2 separate regions of the Canis lupus genome follow, and region 1 is linked to region 2. A link is a contact called in public Hi-C data. All regions are on one chromosome and are shown on one strand. The core of a region is the stretch at or near the end of the contact, and the rest is flanking DNA. Distances in the headings are between cores, read along the strand shown.

What was found. A called contact is a pair of places that touch in the nucleus more often than the background predicts.
Region 1: a contact with region 2 is called in a Hi-C map of blood, with 6 times the contacts expected there. The contact joins two enhancer-like sites. A contact is called at or near these places in 2 of 9 Hi-C or Micro-C datasets (both in blood).

Annotation. Positions count from the first base shown.
Region 1 is chrX:9,587,423-9,594,742 of UU_Cfam_GSD_1.0, reverse strand. No RefSeq gene overlaps it. Among named protein-coding and RNA genes, the nearest start is that of TMSB4X, 190 kb to the right of the region's middle. Within about 2 kb of position 1,287, at least 3 of the 20 cell types and tissues checked have an H3K27ac peak or open chromatin away from gene starts, as enhancers often do. A contact at or near this core is called in blood, where this site is marked.
Region 2 is chrX:9,396,959-9,403,837 of UU_Cfam_GSD_1.0, reverse strand. TMSB4X (thymosin beta-4) reads right to left here and starts at 1,476. Exons shown (of 3, transcript XM_038586830.1): 1 at 1,370-1,476; 2 at 260-373. The coding sequence starts at 359. Within about 2 kb of position 5,312, at least 8 of the 20 cell types and tissues checked have an H3K27ac peak or open chromatin away from gene starts, as enhancers often do. A contact at or near this core is called in blood, where this site is marked.

The sequences.
Region 1 (7,320 bases), core at 38-2,537, 190 kb before region 2:
CTGGAGGGTCAAGAGAGGTGCCTCAGGAGGATAACTTAGGACAGCCGATGCTCTCAGAGTCATGCCAACACAGGGGCTACACCTGAGAGTGAGTGCCTCTTAAATTTTGAACCTTGAGTGCCTTACCAGCCTCATCCTAGTCCAGACCCTGACTGGAAGCTCCAGGTGGCACACAGTGCTATGTCCATTTTACCTGGGTCCAGCCCATGTACACACAATGATGGCAACCAATCCCCACGGTGACAACTTTGGGTTAAATGACATGCTATTGCTACTTTGGGGGGTAGCAATTTCATGTGGTTCGACTTATTTGCTAATTGTCAGGCACTTTGCTCACATAATAATAATAATAAAATAATAATAATAATAATAATTAGTAGGAGGGGGACAGACAGAGGGGTGGGGAAGGGTAGAAGGAGAGGGAGACAGAGAATCTTTTTTTTTTTTAATTTATTTATTCATGAGAGATAGAGAGGCAGAGACATAGGCAGAGGGAGAAACAGGCTCCCGGGCCTGATGTGGGACTCGATCCCAGAACCCTGGGATCACGCCCTGAGCCAGAGGCAAACACTCAACTGCTAAGCCACCCAGGCATCCTGAGACAGAGAATCTTAAGCAGGCTCCATACCTAGTGTGGAGCCCAATGCGGGGCTTGATCCCACAACCCTGAGATCATGTCCTGAGCCAAAATCAAGAGTCAGACACTTAACCAACTGAGCCACCCAGGCGCCCCACACATAATTATTAATCCTCTGCAAAATAGGCATCCACCCCCATTTTACAGTTGAGGAAAGTCAGGCTTATCAAAGCTACAAAACTTGCCCAAGCTCAAACAACGGGTAAGAGGTAGTGCCAGAATTCCAAAGTAAGTTGACCTAAGTCCCGCGCCTAAGCTCATGCCCTGTCACCATGCTGGATATTTCTTTCTTTCTTCTTTCTTTCTTTCTTTCTTTCTTTCTTTCTTTCTTTCTTTCTTTCTTTCTTTCTTCTTTCTTTCTTTCTTCTTTCCTTCTTTTTTTTTTTAAAGATTTTATTTATTTATTCATGAGAGACAGAGAGAGAGAAAGAGGCAGAGACACAGGCAGAGGGAGAAGCAGGCTCTGTGGAGGGAGCCTGACTCAGGACTTGAACCCTGGTCTCCAGGATCACACCCCGGGCTGAAGGTGGCGCTAAACTGCTGAGCCACCAAGGCTGCCCAATGCTGGATATTTCTACAGGAAGATAGAAATTGGCAGCTATGGGTGTGGTGTAACTTGAGGCCATCTGAGCAGAGGTTCACTCTGTTATGTTAGCGGTGATCTGTAAAGACCCACGTTATGCAAGCATATTAGTGCCATCTCTTAGGTGAAACACAGACTTATAAGTGCTTGCATAAATGGCATGCGCAGAGGGAGCTAAGAACAAGTCCTCATGGATGACTAATTGCCATTGAGAGAGATTTTTATAGGTGGGGGAAGGTGGATCTAGGTCTACGGAGAACTGCAAAATCTCTCACTAGAAAATTCTGTTTCAAGGCCAGTGAGGCAGTCTAGTCTGTGTCCATTTTCTGGGGAAAAGGAAGGATGGTTTTTATTTTATTTATGTTTTAGATGAGGAAGTGATTTTCTTGATAAACATGGCCATTGTGAAATTCTGTTTTGTGTTTCAAGAGTCACTACAAGTTGAATAATATCCTTCACTTTTGAGACTGAACCATATGGGGGCGCCTGGGTGACTCAGTCCGTTAAGCATCTGCCTTCAGCTCAGGTGGAGCCCTGCTTGGGGCTCCTTGCTCAGCGGGGAGTCTGCTTCTCCCTCTCCCCCTGACAGCACCCCACCCCGCTCAGCTCATGCTCTCACTCACTTTCTCTCTCTCAAATGAATTAAATAAAAAACCTAAAATTTTAAAAAAGTGAACCAGATGAAAGTGTAGGTCAAAACTGCCAAAGGTTGGCAATTTCATAGGGCACAACCTAATACATCATCAAGAGCGGGTTTGGTAATCTTTTCTCACCAATAGCCAGATAGTAAATATTTTAGGCTTTGTCGGCCATAAGGTCTCTGTTCCCCTACTCTACCCTGCCACAGTAGCATGAAAGTAGACATAGAAAATATGAATGGACATGGCTGTCTTCTAATAAAACTTTATTTATAAACACAGATGGTGGGCTGGCTTTGACGTGCCGGCCATAGTTTCCCAAACCCTTTTGTAGAGGCAGCATTCAAGTGTAATTTAGTAACTTTCTTTGTTCTTTACTATTTTGAATTTTTTGTTCCATGGTTTTGTTGTTGTTCATTGCTTTTGTTTTTGTTTTTGTTTTGTTTTTTTTTTTTACAATTCTTTTAACGCTAAAATGGTAAACATAAAATTAAAGAAAAAAAAAAAAAAAGCCTAGATGGTGTCAAATGTCTTTGAACAGAAGAGAAATGGTTTGGCCATAGCTCACACATTTTAAGAGGGCAGCTGTTTTCATTCTGTCTTGATAGATGGAAGAGCCATCCGGTCTCATATAATAAGTTCCAAGTTTCAATTTGGTATTTCAGAAATAGAACTTGTTGCTGGAACATCTCTATCTTTAAGCATTTGGAGGGGATGCTAAATAAATATCACGGGCCAAATATGTCACGTGTCCAATGCTGTTATTAGGTAATACATGAGAACCTCTGATTTATGTATCTAATATTTAATTGTGTGCGTGCAAATAAGAACATTGTGCATGAGGAATGAATGCTGAAACAATAAATAAATGAATGCATGATATGGCTTTTCCTGAATGTACTAGAGAGTGCTGGCGTGTGTATATTGATTCACACTGGCGTGATCACTGTCACAGGCTTGGATTTCAAGTCTGGTTTCCCTCTTGAACCTTGGGGAAAGAGTTTGGCCCATCTCCTCACTCCTCCCTCATCTATAAAGAGCTTGGTCTAGATCAGAGGGTTGCAAATTCAGACGCCTCCAGGGGCCAGGCTGGAATTATAAGGAGGTAAGCACAATAGAAAACAACAGATGTTAAATTGATTGTACTATGATCTACTGTCTTTTGCAGCCTTTTTTTTTTTTTTTTTTTTAAGACTGTGTTTTGAGAGCAGTTTTAGGTTCACAGCAAAACTGAGAGGAAGGTACAAAGATTTTCCATATCCCCTACCCCCACACATGCACAGCCTCCTCCATTAGCAACATCCCCCACCATGTTGGTGAACCTGCTTTGACACGTCATCCTCACCCAGAGTCCATAGTTCACCCTACAGCATTCTGGTTCACTCGTGATGCTGTACATTCTATGGGTTTGGACAAATGTATAATAGACATGTCTCCATCATTATGGTATCACACAGAATAGTTTCACTGCCTTAAAAACTCTTCTACATCCCATTTATTCATCCTTTCCTCCACCCAACCCCTGGCAACCACTGATTTTTTTACTGTCTCCATAGTTTTGCTCTTTCCAGAATATCATATAGCTGGAATCATACAGCATGCAGCGTCTTCAGATTGGCTTCTTTCACATAATAATATGCATTTAAGGTTCCTCCTCATTTTTTTCATGGCTTGGGAACTCATTTCTTTTTAAAGCTGAATAATGTTCTATTGTCTGGACATACCACAGTTTATGTATCCATTCCCTACGGAACTCGATTCCAAGTTTTGGCAATCATGAATAAAGCTGCTATAAACATCTGTGTGCAAGTTTTTATGTGAACATAAATTTTCAACTCCTTTGGGTGGATTCCAAGGCATGTAATTGCTGGATCATATTGTAAGAGGATGCTTAACTTTGTAAGAAACCGTCAAACTGTTTTTCCAAAGTGGCTGTGCCATCTTGCATTCCCACCAGCAATGAATGAGAGAGTTCCTGTTACTTCACGTCCTTGCCCATATACGGCGTTGTCAGTGTTCTAGAATTTGGCCATTCTGATAGGTGTGTAGTGCTTTCTCACTATTGTTTCAATTTGCATTTCCCTGATGACATAGGATGTGGAGCATCTTTTGATTTGTGCCGCCTTTTAGAGAACAGTTGAAGATTTACAAAACTACTAGCCAAGTTCATCTCTTGTCTGTGGGTTGATCCCATGGACTGAAGTAGGGTTTCTTTACCTCGGTGCTATTGATATATTTATGCCAGATAATTTTCTCTCGGGCAGCTGTCCTGTGCATTATAAGATGTTTAGCGGCATCCCTGGCTTCTACCCACCAGATGCCAGTAGCTCCCACTTCGTCTCCCCAAACAATAGCGATAAAAAAAAAAGTATCTGCAGGTATCTACAAGGGCCAAGTGCCAGATACGTTGCCCATTGTCTCCCAGGAAGCAAAATTGCCCCCCAGGTGGGAACAACCGAGGTTTCGAGCTTACTATGGAAACATGGTTTTGAGCCATGGACTATTTCAGTGCTATTCAAAGTATGGTCCTCGGACCCACAGTATCAGCATTAGCGGGGAGCTTGTTAGAAATGCAAGTTCATGGGCCCTACTCCATACCTACGGACTCCGACTCTGCAGGGATGGGCTTAGGAATCAGTGTTTCAGCAAGCCGGCAGGGTGAACGAGGCCCACTAAAGTCCTAGCAGCGCTGGAGCAGATTCCTAGGGGACCATTTCAAGCTTCTGCCCCCCTGAATAGAGGTGATGATTAATGGGAGCAATCAGGGCTCTGACTGGTAGGGTAGACAGCAAAGGGCTGGAGGAAGATAAACGGAGGCGTACTTGGTTTTTCCTCCATCAGAGGAGGAGGAGGGGAGAAGAGGCCTAGATTTTAATGGTGTTTAATGAATGACCCTTAAGGATTTATTTATTTATGTATTTTAAAGATTTTATTTATTTATTCATGATAGACACACACAGAGAGGCAGAGATGCAGGCAGAGGGAGAAGCAGGCTCCACGCAGGGAGCCTGATGTGGGACTCAATCCCAGGTCTCCAGGATCAAGGCCTGGGCTGAAGGCAGGCCCTAAACCGCTAAGCCCCCCAGGCGCAGCCCCCCACCCCGCCCCGCCCTGTGATCTTTCAAGCAAGAGCTGGTTAAATTGGCTTGAAGAAAATGACTCTCACGGATAGAGAGAAAGCAGAGGTAAAAATGGGGAAAGCTGATGGGTTTTGAGCTGCTTCCAGTAGCTCCTATATCCTCCTGGTGGTTTGCGTGTGTGCTAATAAATGCCTCCTCTTTTTGCCTTAGGTTATTTGAGTCAGCTTTCTCTCACTTCCAAGCACGAAGTCCTGACTAATACACAGCTCAGCAGAAGCAATCTGGCAAATATGATTGCCTAGCACCTACTGAGGGCTGTGATCTGGATTTAGGAATGTAAAATACCTTGTAGAATCCTCCTAGTTCATTAACATTTCATTTGCTTAACAGACTCTCACAAATATCCAGCACAGGGACGGGAGGCTAAAGGAGAGACTTTTGAATATTAGTGTTTCAATTTACCTACGGTTTGATTATGACAAAATTTTCCCCTTTATGCCTGCCTGCGTACTGACTTACCAAAAAACAATTAAAAAAAAAAAACAATTTCCATGTTGCTTAGACCCTTTTTGTTTAAAGAAGTGAACCCCATCCAGTAACCTGGAGCGTGTGTGTGAGTGTATGTTGTAGGGATCCAGGGCTGGTTGCCCCCAAATGGGCCATTTGGCATAAAGATGATTTTGAATTCGAAGTAATCAGAGCCCAGCAGACGCAGGAGAAGCTCTCTGCCTCCCCCTCGACTGCCTACAATTACATCGGAAAGGAGAGCCTGTACCGGGAAGAGAGCCATTAACGGAGGCTCCCTTTTACCTAAGAACCCTATCTGCATAACAGGGCTACCTTGTTTTTCCAGACTTCCCCTCTCACCTTCCTGCTCATGAGCTTTCTCCCCTCTCTGTCCTCGGCCCCGCTCCCTCTCCTGAGCTCAGGATGTCAGTCAAGCCCCTGGGGGCCTCACTGTCTTTGGAATGTCCATGTCTCTGTGGATTCTCTGTAGGTCCACCTATTAAAATTGATTTTCTCCTGTTCATCCGTCTCATGTCAATTTGATTCTAAGTCCAGCTAGAAGGACCCGTGGGGCAGAGAAACGTCTTCCTCCCCGACAGTGTGTGTGTGTGTAGTAAATATTGATTGAAGGAAATTGAAGGACTGAGGAATCCAGAAGGGAAAAGGGAGAAAATTAAGCCGATCCATAATCTTACTCATCGAAGATAAGCATGGTTAACATTTTCTGTTTCTTCATTTTTTTTGCCCCTCCACAGAGAAGTTCCAAAGTCCTAGACTGGAAATCAACAGACACACAAGGATGGAGCTTTCGGGCATGTAGAGTTGTGCTTGGCTCTTTACAAGTAACTCACTATGCCTGTTCTATGACTTCTAGAAGCTTACAGTGTAAGCCAGGGGTGGGCAAACTTTTCCTGTAAAGAGCCAGGTCGTAAATATCTTAGGCTTTGAGGGTCAGATCATCCTGTCCCAACCACTCAACTCTAGCTACCGTGGTGGTGGTGGAAAAGCAGCCACAGACCATATGTAAAGAAGTGGGCGAGGCTGTGAGCCAGTAAAACTTTATTCACAAAACAGGTCTGCAGGTGGCCAGCCCCAAATCTAAACAAATCCAGCAGGTCAGCCTTTTAAAGGCCAACCGATTAAAGAGTCTCCTACATTACTCCGCCATCATTTCACTCGGCAAAGAGTGACTTGGATAATAGTATCATTAATCCATAGAGACACCATGATCGGAAAAGAGGAACAAGTGTGATTTGGAATAAAATCTACATCTCAAATGTTCTCACGTCCATGGGAACATAGAGATGTGCTAGGAAATGATTCCAGGATGAGAAGCCAAGTTGAATTATCTTAGTGCTCGGATTCCTGGCTGCAAGTAGAACTTGACATACACACCTGCTAGCAAGGCCAGCGGAAGCTGGGTTGGTCCTGGTCTATGATGCAAAGCCTCGCTTGCCTAACATACACTTCTTTCTGTGAAAGCTAAGGAAGTACAGCATCCCTGTGGCCCCAGTGCGGCTGACAGGCCCTGAAGTGAACTTGCGTCCACTGAGCGGGCCCCAGTTTTCCCTGGGCCTAGGGAGGTGGGGGCCAACGGGAACCGCTGTGCACTGGCTCGGTTTTGCAACTCCCTGGATGTTTGGACTTCCCTCCTAAATGAGTCAGGAGAGGAGTGCTCAGAGCCACCTCTGTGCTCACTGCTGGAGGAGAACTGCTGGCTTCCCAGCAAGCCCCGAGGCAGGGCCAGGTTGTCGCTGCCCTTCTCTCAAAGGGAAGAGATGATTCCCACATGACCTGACTTGTTGGTGAGCCTTCCTTTCCCCTGACAGGGCTGACTCATGGGATGTGTTGTAGCCAAGAAGGCCTCACAAGCGA
Region 2 (6,879 bases), core at 4,063-6,562:
CATGAAAATAGGTACATTAATATAAGATTTTAACACATTATATTGCATATTAATAGGGCACATCAAGCATACCATTATTAAGATTATCAAAGCCCCGTTTGTTGCTTGCAAAACAATTTTTAATTGACCTTTCCAGGCCACATTCACCCTAAGAACGGTCAGCCCCTCCCTCCCCCCCCGCCCTCCCTGGGGCCGCCCCCCGCCCCTCCCATCCTCCCTCCCGCCCAGCCTTTTCTCAAGGGGGTGGGGGGGGGCTTACTTTCTTTCGAAGGCAGTGGATTTTTCTCTTGCGTTTCTGTCTTCTTCAATTTCGACTTATCGAATTTCTCAATCTCAGCCATATCGGGTTTGTCAGACATGGTTGCAGAGGAAGCTGCATATACAAAGCCAAGGCGGGTGAGATCGAGCCAGCGACCCACCCAGGTCTCTTGGCTCTGAAATGCGCTTTTGCCCTCGCATCTCCTGCCTGAAACCCCACCTCTGCCTCCTTCCGCTTTCATTCAAGGCTCAGGCTCTTCCCCCGTCTACACAAAAAAGACCCCCCTTCATTATTCCCAAATGCGGGGGGCCGAGCCGGGGGGATCGCACTTTCGGAAAACGGAGACGGACCACCGGGGATTGCGATGCCCAGGAACGGCAGCAATCCGGCTGGGAGCGGCAAACAGCGAGGCCAGCTCAAGGTGGGGCCGAGCAAAAAATCGTGAGCGCGCAGCCGAGGCTGCAGGGGCTCCCCGGGGCCGCGGGCGGGCTGTCCGTGGAGACGCGGGCCGCGCCGCTCTCCTCCGCTCACAAAGGCGGCAGCTGCTGCGGCGCCCCGGCCACCGCCCTGCCGCCGCTCGTCGCGCTCAACAATGCAGCCGCCGCACACAAAGCCGCCCCCCGCCCCACAGCGGCCCGGGCCCCTGCAAGGAGGGCTGGCTGGCCGTTTCCCCCCCCATTTAAGCCCAGCCACCTTAAACCTAGACCGAGCCCGAGGAGCCAGCAGAGGCTACGGGAAAAATGTCATTGTTGAAGCTCCGGGCTCGGGTGGGTGGGAGCGCGAACAAAGGAGCTTTCTGTTCCGGATTCATCAGCGCCCAAGAGGCGATGCAGAACGCCCCGGGCGGGGGGGGGGGAAGACCCCCCCTCGAAGGTGCACGACCAACGCCCGGTTTGGGAGGCTTTGGGCTTTAAAATCCTCGCCTTCCCGACCTCGTCCCCCAGCATCTGGAAGGGTTTGGTATCCCTAAGACCCCCAGGCAGGCTCCCCCGGGAGGACCCTTGGGGCTCGGCTGCAGGGCTGCCCCCGGACGGGGGCGAGCTCGGGCGCCGGGCGGGAAGGGACCGCGGGCGGGAGGGAAAGAGGGAGGGAAGGGGCCCCGGGGCTCACCGGAGCGCGGCGCACGAGCGAGCTGGAGAGAGGAGAGGGATCCGGTCTGCGCTGCGGTCGCTGCCGAATGCCGGCTGGGGCGAGCCCGCGCCCTTATATGCGCGCCCCTATGCAAATGAGGTGACGTCACCGCGGGCCCGCTGCACTCCTCCGCGCCGCGTCCCCGCCCCGGCGCCCGGGGGCCCGCCCGGCGCTTGGGGGACTCGCGCCCCGCGTGCTCCAGGGCGCCCGAACCGCAACGACGGCGGAAAACTAAAGGGGGCCCAGCACCCCCCGCGCTCCCCGCCCCAGGCGTTGCCCCCTTCGAGGTTGAGGGTGTCCGAACGGGTTTGGGCAACAGCCGCGCGAACCTGCTCTCGGGGGGCCGGGGCGGGATAACCGAGGGTCTGGGTGGGACCGGGCGGGGGGGGGGGGGGTTGTTCCTTTACTGCGAAGCTGGCTTTGTGCGGTGCGGGCAACCCCGAGCGAGGGTGCGGTGGCCGCGCCGGAGGGCCTCGCCCCACGCAGGGCGCGATTCCTGTGACTCAGCTTCGGGGTCCGCCGAGGCCTTCGCCCCACCCCGGGCCTCTTTGTCTGCTCACCCGGCATCTTCTGAAATTGGGGGTGGGGGTGGGGGGTAAAGCACCCCGAAGGGATCTGCTTGTTACATAAAAAGGTTTCCTCGCTGTAACACGCATATTAGTCCATCGCTATGATTTTTGTGAGCACCCCGCTGAAAGACCCGGAATATTGGCTGCTCGGAGGTCAATTTATCCGGATTTTCCAGCGCACAACGCCTCCCCGCTTAGAAAAAAGCAGCCAGGTTCAAGCTCTGCCATTGACTTGCTGCCTGACAATAAGGAAGTTCTTTTACTTTCCTGTTCCTTGTTCCCCTAAACGTAAAAGCGATTGCCCCAAGGAGGCCTGCGTCCCGAGCCAAAGACTGCAATCCCGTCGGCTCTAAAATCCAAGATTAAATTTAAAAAATCTCGCTGTGTTGTGCAAAGAGCCTCTTCGGCCCCAGCCGGTTTGCAAGGGACCTGCGAAGTACGCCCGGAAATATGGGACATCTCGGGAGACAGGAGCAGTTTGCAAAATGGCCCCTTGCCTGGGAGCACCGGTGACCCCTTTGCCGCAGAAATCACCCACCACTGGCGTGCCCTGTGCCCCCCAGCGGCACGTGCAAACGCAAAGGACCCGCAGGTTGGAAAAGACCCACTTGAGAGGATTTTGAGACACAAAGCAGTAGGCACAATACTTCTGATCCCTTTCCGCATCCTAAGGAAATGTTTCCAGAACCCCCCTGCTCAGCACGTTCATGGCTGAGGCTTTTGTCCCCTGGGGATTAAAGTCAAGTGTTATATAGACCCTCAAAAGCCACTGCAGAGGCAGCTCGGACTTCCCCATTTCTTTATCCACTTGACTTCCTTCTTGGAGTGGGGGGTGGGGAGGCTGCAGGGCTGGGGGTGGGGGGCAGGAGCAGGTGATTGACTGGCTCCCCAGTTCGTGCTCTGGGGGGTGGGGGGAGGTGGCTGCCATTCTGCTCTCCAAACAGGATGTCACCTCTCTGGCTACACCTCCCCCTGACCGCACCCTAGTTGACGGGCCTGACAGTCCCCTCCACTGTGGAAGCTCATTTAAAGATCACGCATGGCCCGTTTCGGCTGGCAGCTGCCTGACACTGCCACCATCCCTGTGGGTTCCCTGATTCCATGTTGCCACACCCCAAACGCTGTCAGAAATCACTTCTTTCCTCCCCGGGGGTCCCCCCATACAAAGGAAGGCCATTAACGACGCACTGCTTCTTGTCCCCAAGGCCCTTTGCTTACAAAGGGTAAGGCCTTGCAGAACAATGTCTCCAGAAGAGACGGAGGAGAGGAAATTTGGAAACGCCTGGGGAATGTTTCTAGTTCGCCTTCCGCCGTGTTTAGATAGGGACGGAAAGAAAGGAAGGGCCCTCGCTTAAAAGGGAGGGGTCTTCCTTACTGGGCTTGCCTTGCCACCGGGTCAGGGGCCTAGAGAGTGCAAAGACAGGGGGAGGCACCTGAGAAGGAATGCAAACTAAAGGAATATTGTTAAGAGTCGTGTGACCCCCGCCATGTGAATTAATGTTTCTGGGCCTGCGTTTTGTCATCCGTGAGAGGGGATCATTGCAGTGCCCACCTCACGGGCTTGCCGGGAGCCCCGAAGTCTCAGGACGGTGCGTGACAGCTAGTAAGTGCTTTATGTTCTTATTATTATCATTTAGGATGGAAGGTTGAGAAAAAAAAAATTATAGTGTTTGGAAGTGCAAATTTTAGAGGTTTTTATTTTTTCATTTTTAGTTAATTTTTAAAAAAGATTTTATTTATTTATGAGACATACACAGAGAGAGGCAGACACACAGGCAGAGGGAGAAGCAGGCTCCCTGCGGGGAGCCCGATGTGGGACCCCAGACCACGACCTAGGCCAAAGGCAGACAATCAACCCCTGAGCCACCCAGGCGCCCCTAGAGGTTTTTTTTAAGATTAGTCATTTCTCCTAAAAAGTACTAGTAAAAATGAAATCTTGTGTTAGTTCTATAGCAAATAAAAACTTACAACCCCCGTTGGTTGATGCCTTATAAAAGTCAGGCATTGTCAGAGGTGCTTCTGCCTTTGTCCCCTGCTGCACCCCCACCCCCCGCACCAGGAGGAGAGGTTTACAGATGGGGAAACTGAGGTCAGAGATCCATCCTTGCCGTAACTCAGCCGGTAGCCGCTGCCTATTATTTGTGCTAAGGGGCTCATGAAAGTCTTCACCACCACCACCACCACCACCCCCCCCCCCACACCCCCCCCCCCCCCCCCGCCGTCCCCCAAGCCTGCGCCTGAGAATCATCAGGAAGCATGTGAGCGGCAGGCTGCTCTGGGTCCCACAGTGCCGGGGACAGAGCAGTTGCTCAATAAACAGTTAAGGCATTGCGTTGATCTGACTTGCTTTAGTGAGGAAGGTTCCAGAACCCAGCTCGGCCAAACTCTGAACCCGTGGCTCTAGCCACCTTGCTTCCTTCCCCAGATAATTCAAACCTTTCGGTATCCATGTGTCAGATGCCAGGGACGACTCCTGCCTCCCTGAAGCTACCATTGTGAGCGGGGTAGTGTGTGCAGGGGAGCGACCGCCACCCAGGCGGGGGTTTTCAATCCCGATTGAAAAGACAGAGGCTTAGAGTGGCAAGGCTCCCCTCGCAGGGCCCTCGGGTAGAAGATGGGTGAGGCACCCACCTGCTGCGGGCCTGGTCTGCCTCAGCCCAGGGGCCCCTGCACCTGTGTGCCGAGAGGGCCTGCACTGGACGGTGGCCCACCTCCAAAGCCCGTGCCCAGGGGAACCAGGAAGAGGTATCCGGGCCCGCTGGGTTTGATGTTCCTTTCCAGGGTAAGCCTGGGACAGATTTGTAGCTATTCCCGAAGCTGGAGAAGCAGCCACAGAGGTCTGGGTACGTGAAAATTAGTCCCATTATGTTTAACTTATTAAATTCTGTGCAGAGCACTGGCCAGAAGGAGAAGAGGAGGAAGAGAAGGCTCCCAACCCTTTGCTCTTGCAAGGCCTGGTGCCCTTGTCATGGTTTCAGGGCCTCCTACAGTCTGCCCTGCCTGCCTGCACCCGGCTATCCCCAGTGACCCCACAATCTCTCTCTGTTCATCTAAATCCCCTTAGAGACACAGCCCGAGCCCCCCCCACCGCCCCCCACAACGACAGGGGCTATCTGTCCACAATGTCTAATTCAATCCTCACCCCGTGCAGAGGGCACGAACAGCCGCATTTTACTACTGAAGGATCTGAAGCTCAGAGAATCTAAGGCACGCAGCCCAGATGAAGGGCACGGTCCCTCCACCCGCTCTACGCCCGCCCTTGGGGCATCTCCCCCCTCCCCAGCTGAGTGTGCCTCCCGGAACCCCACCTGCGGTGGCTCCACCTCGGCCCAATGGAACCGGAGGCCCCCTCGGTGAGTGTTCTCAGAGCCAGTGCAGGACCCCAGTGAAGCAGAGAAGAGGCAAAGAACACTCTCGAGAATGTCAAACGTGCTGCTAACTTTCCTGTTCTCTTTGTGGGCCTGATGGCATTTTAGAGCCAAGAGGAACTTTGGGGGGGGGGGATCTCATTCAACCCAGTTTCCTTCTGTGGCTTGAATTCTCCTCTACAACATCCCCTCCAAGTGGTTGCTCGGTCTATGCACAGCAAGGGCAACAGAAAAAAGCAGGCAGAGACTCTTCGAGTGTGTGCAGGGGGTGGTGAGTAGCTTAGGGCGGCTGGGGCTTGCACAGAAGGCTAGAAAGTGAGGGAAATAATTCTAAGAGGCAGGCGGGCCAGATTCAATAATACCAACAGATGTAACAATAATTAAGCAAAACAGCAGCAGCAGCAGCAGCAGTCCCGACCGTGATGATCCCATTTTTTGAGTGCTCCCCACAGACGGGAAGTCTCTGTGCATAATCTCCCAAAAGCCTTACACAACCTATATGACAGAGGCCCTATTATGTTCCTCATTTTGCCGATGAGGGAGTCTTGGGGAGATTAAATAATTTGCCCAAAACCACACAGTGAAAGCCAGAGGCGGAGTTCAAACTCAGACTGGTTGGTTCAGAAGCCACCTCAGTTAAATATTCCGCTTTTCTAGAATCCGAAGGCCCTTAGACTCTGTCTTACAGGCCCAGCTAAGGGTTAAGTTGTATCCCATCACAATAAATCATCCAACTTTCCCATCAGAAAACTTTGAAAGGCAGATACCATAGTCATGTATGAAATAAATTAAAAAGTTGCCTGCTTCAATTTTCAAATGATTTCACCACGGAAATTCGCTCTCTGCCTCACCCTACGGGGCCCAGTGTACTCGCGATAAAGGGGATTCTTACCTTGAACATTGGCAGTTTCACACGGCTTTTTTTTTAACTACTTTGATTGTTTTCCAGCATTCAGGTTACACTGGTTACAAAAAATTAGGTCAAGTAACATATCTAAAGGGGAGGCATTGCATACTCCCAATCGCCTTTTGTGCTAAAAAACAAAAAGGATACTTTTCCTCCTGTTTGTGAAGCAGAATTATCATTAGCAAGTTGTAAGTGTTCCTGTATCTTAAAAATGTGCTTCTTCTGTGGACGTCAGTGCTTTTTAAATACAATGCAGTTCCCACAGCATCAGCAGAAGGTGGCTAATGGCATCCCGGTACGGGAAATAAAGCACGGGCGGGCGCCGGATTTGAGGGCCCCCCTCACGTAGGCCTTGGGCAACCTCCTTGGCTGACCCGGACCCCTTCGCCACTGCAAGGCAGGCTCCGAGGCCGCGTGAGCCACGCGGTGGCACAAGGCCTCACACTCACAAAGCCACACTTCGCTCGGCTTCATGCTCTGCAGCCACTATCTTGAAATTGCTAATAATTTTGAACAAAGGGCCCCAGGCTTTCATTTTATACCAGGTCCCCAAGCTATGAAGCCAGTCCTGCCCCTGTCATTCCCTGTGCGCCCTCAGTGGCCTAGCTTTTCCTAGGACCCAGGAATGGGTCCGTCTACTTAGAT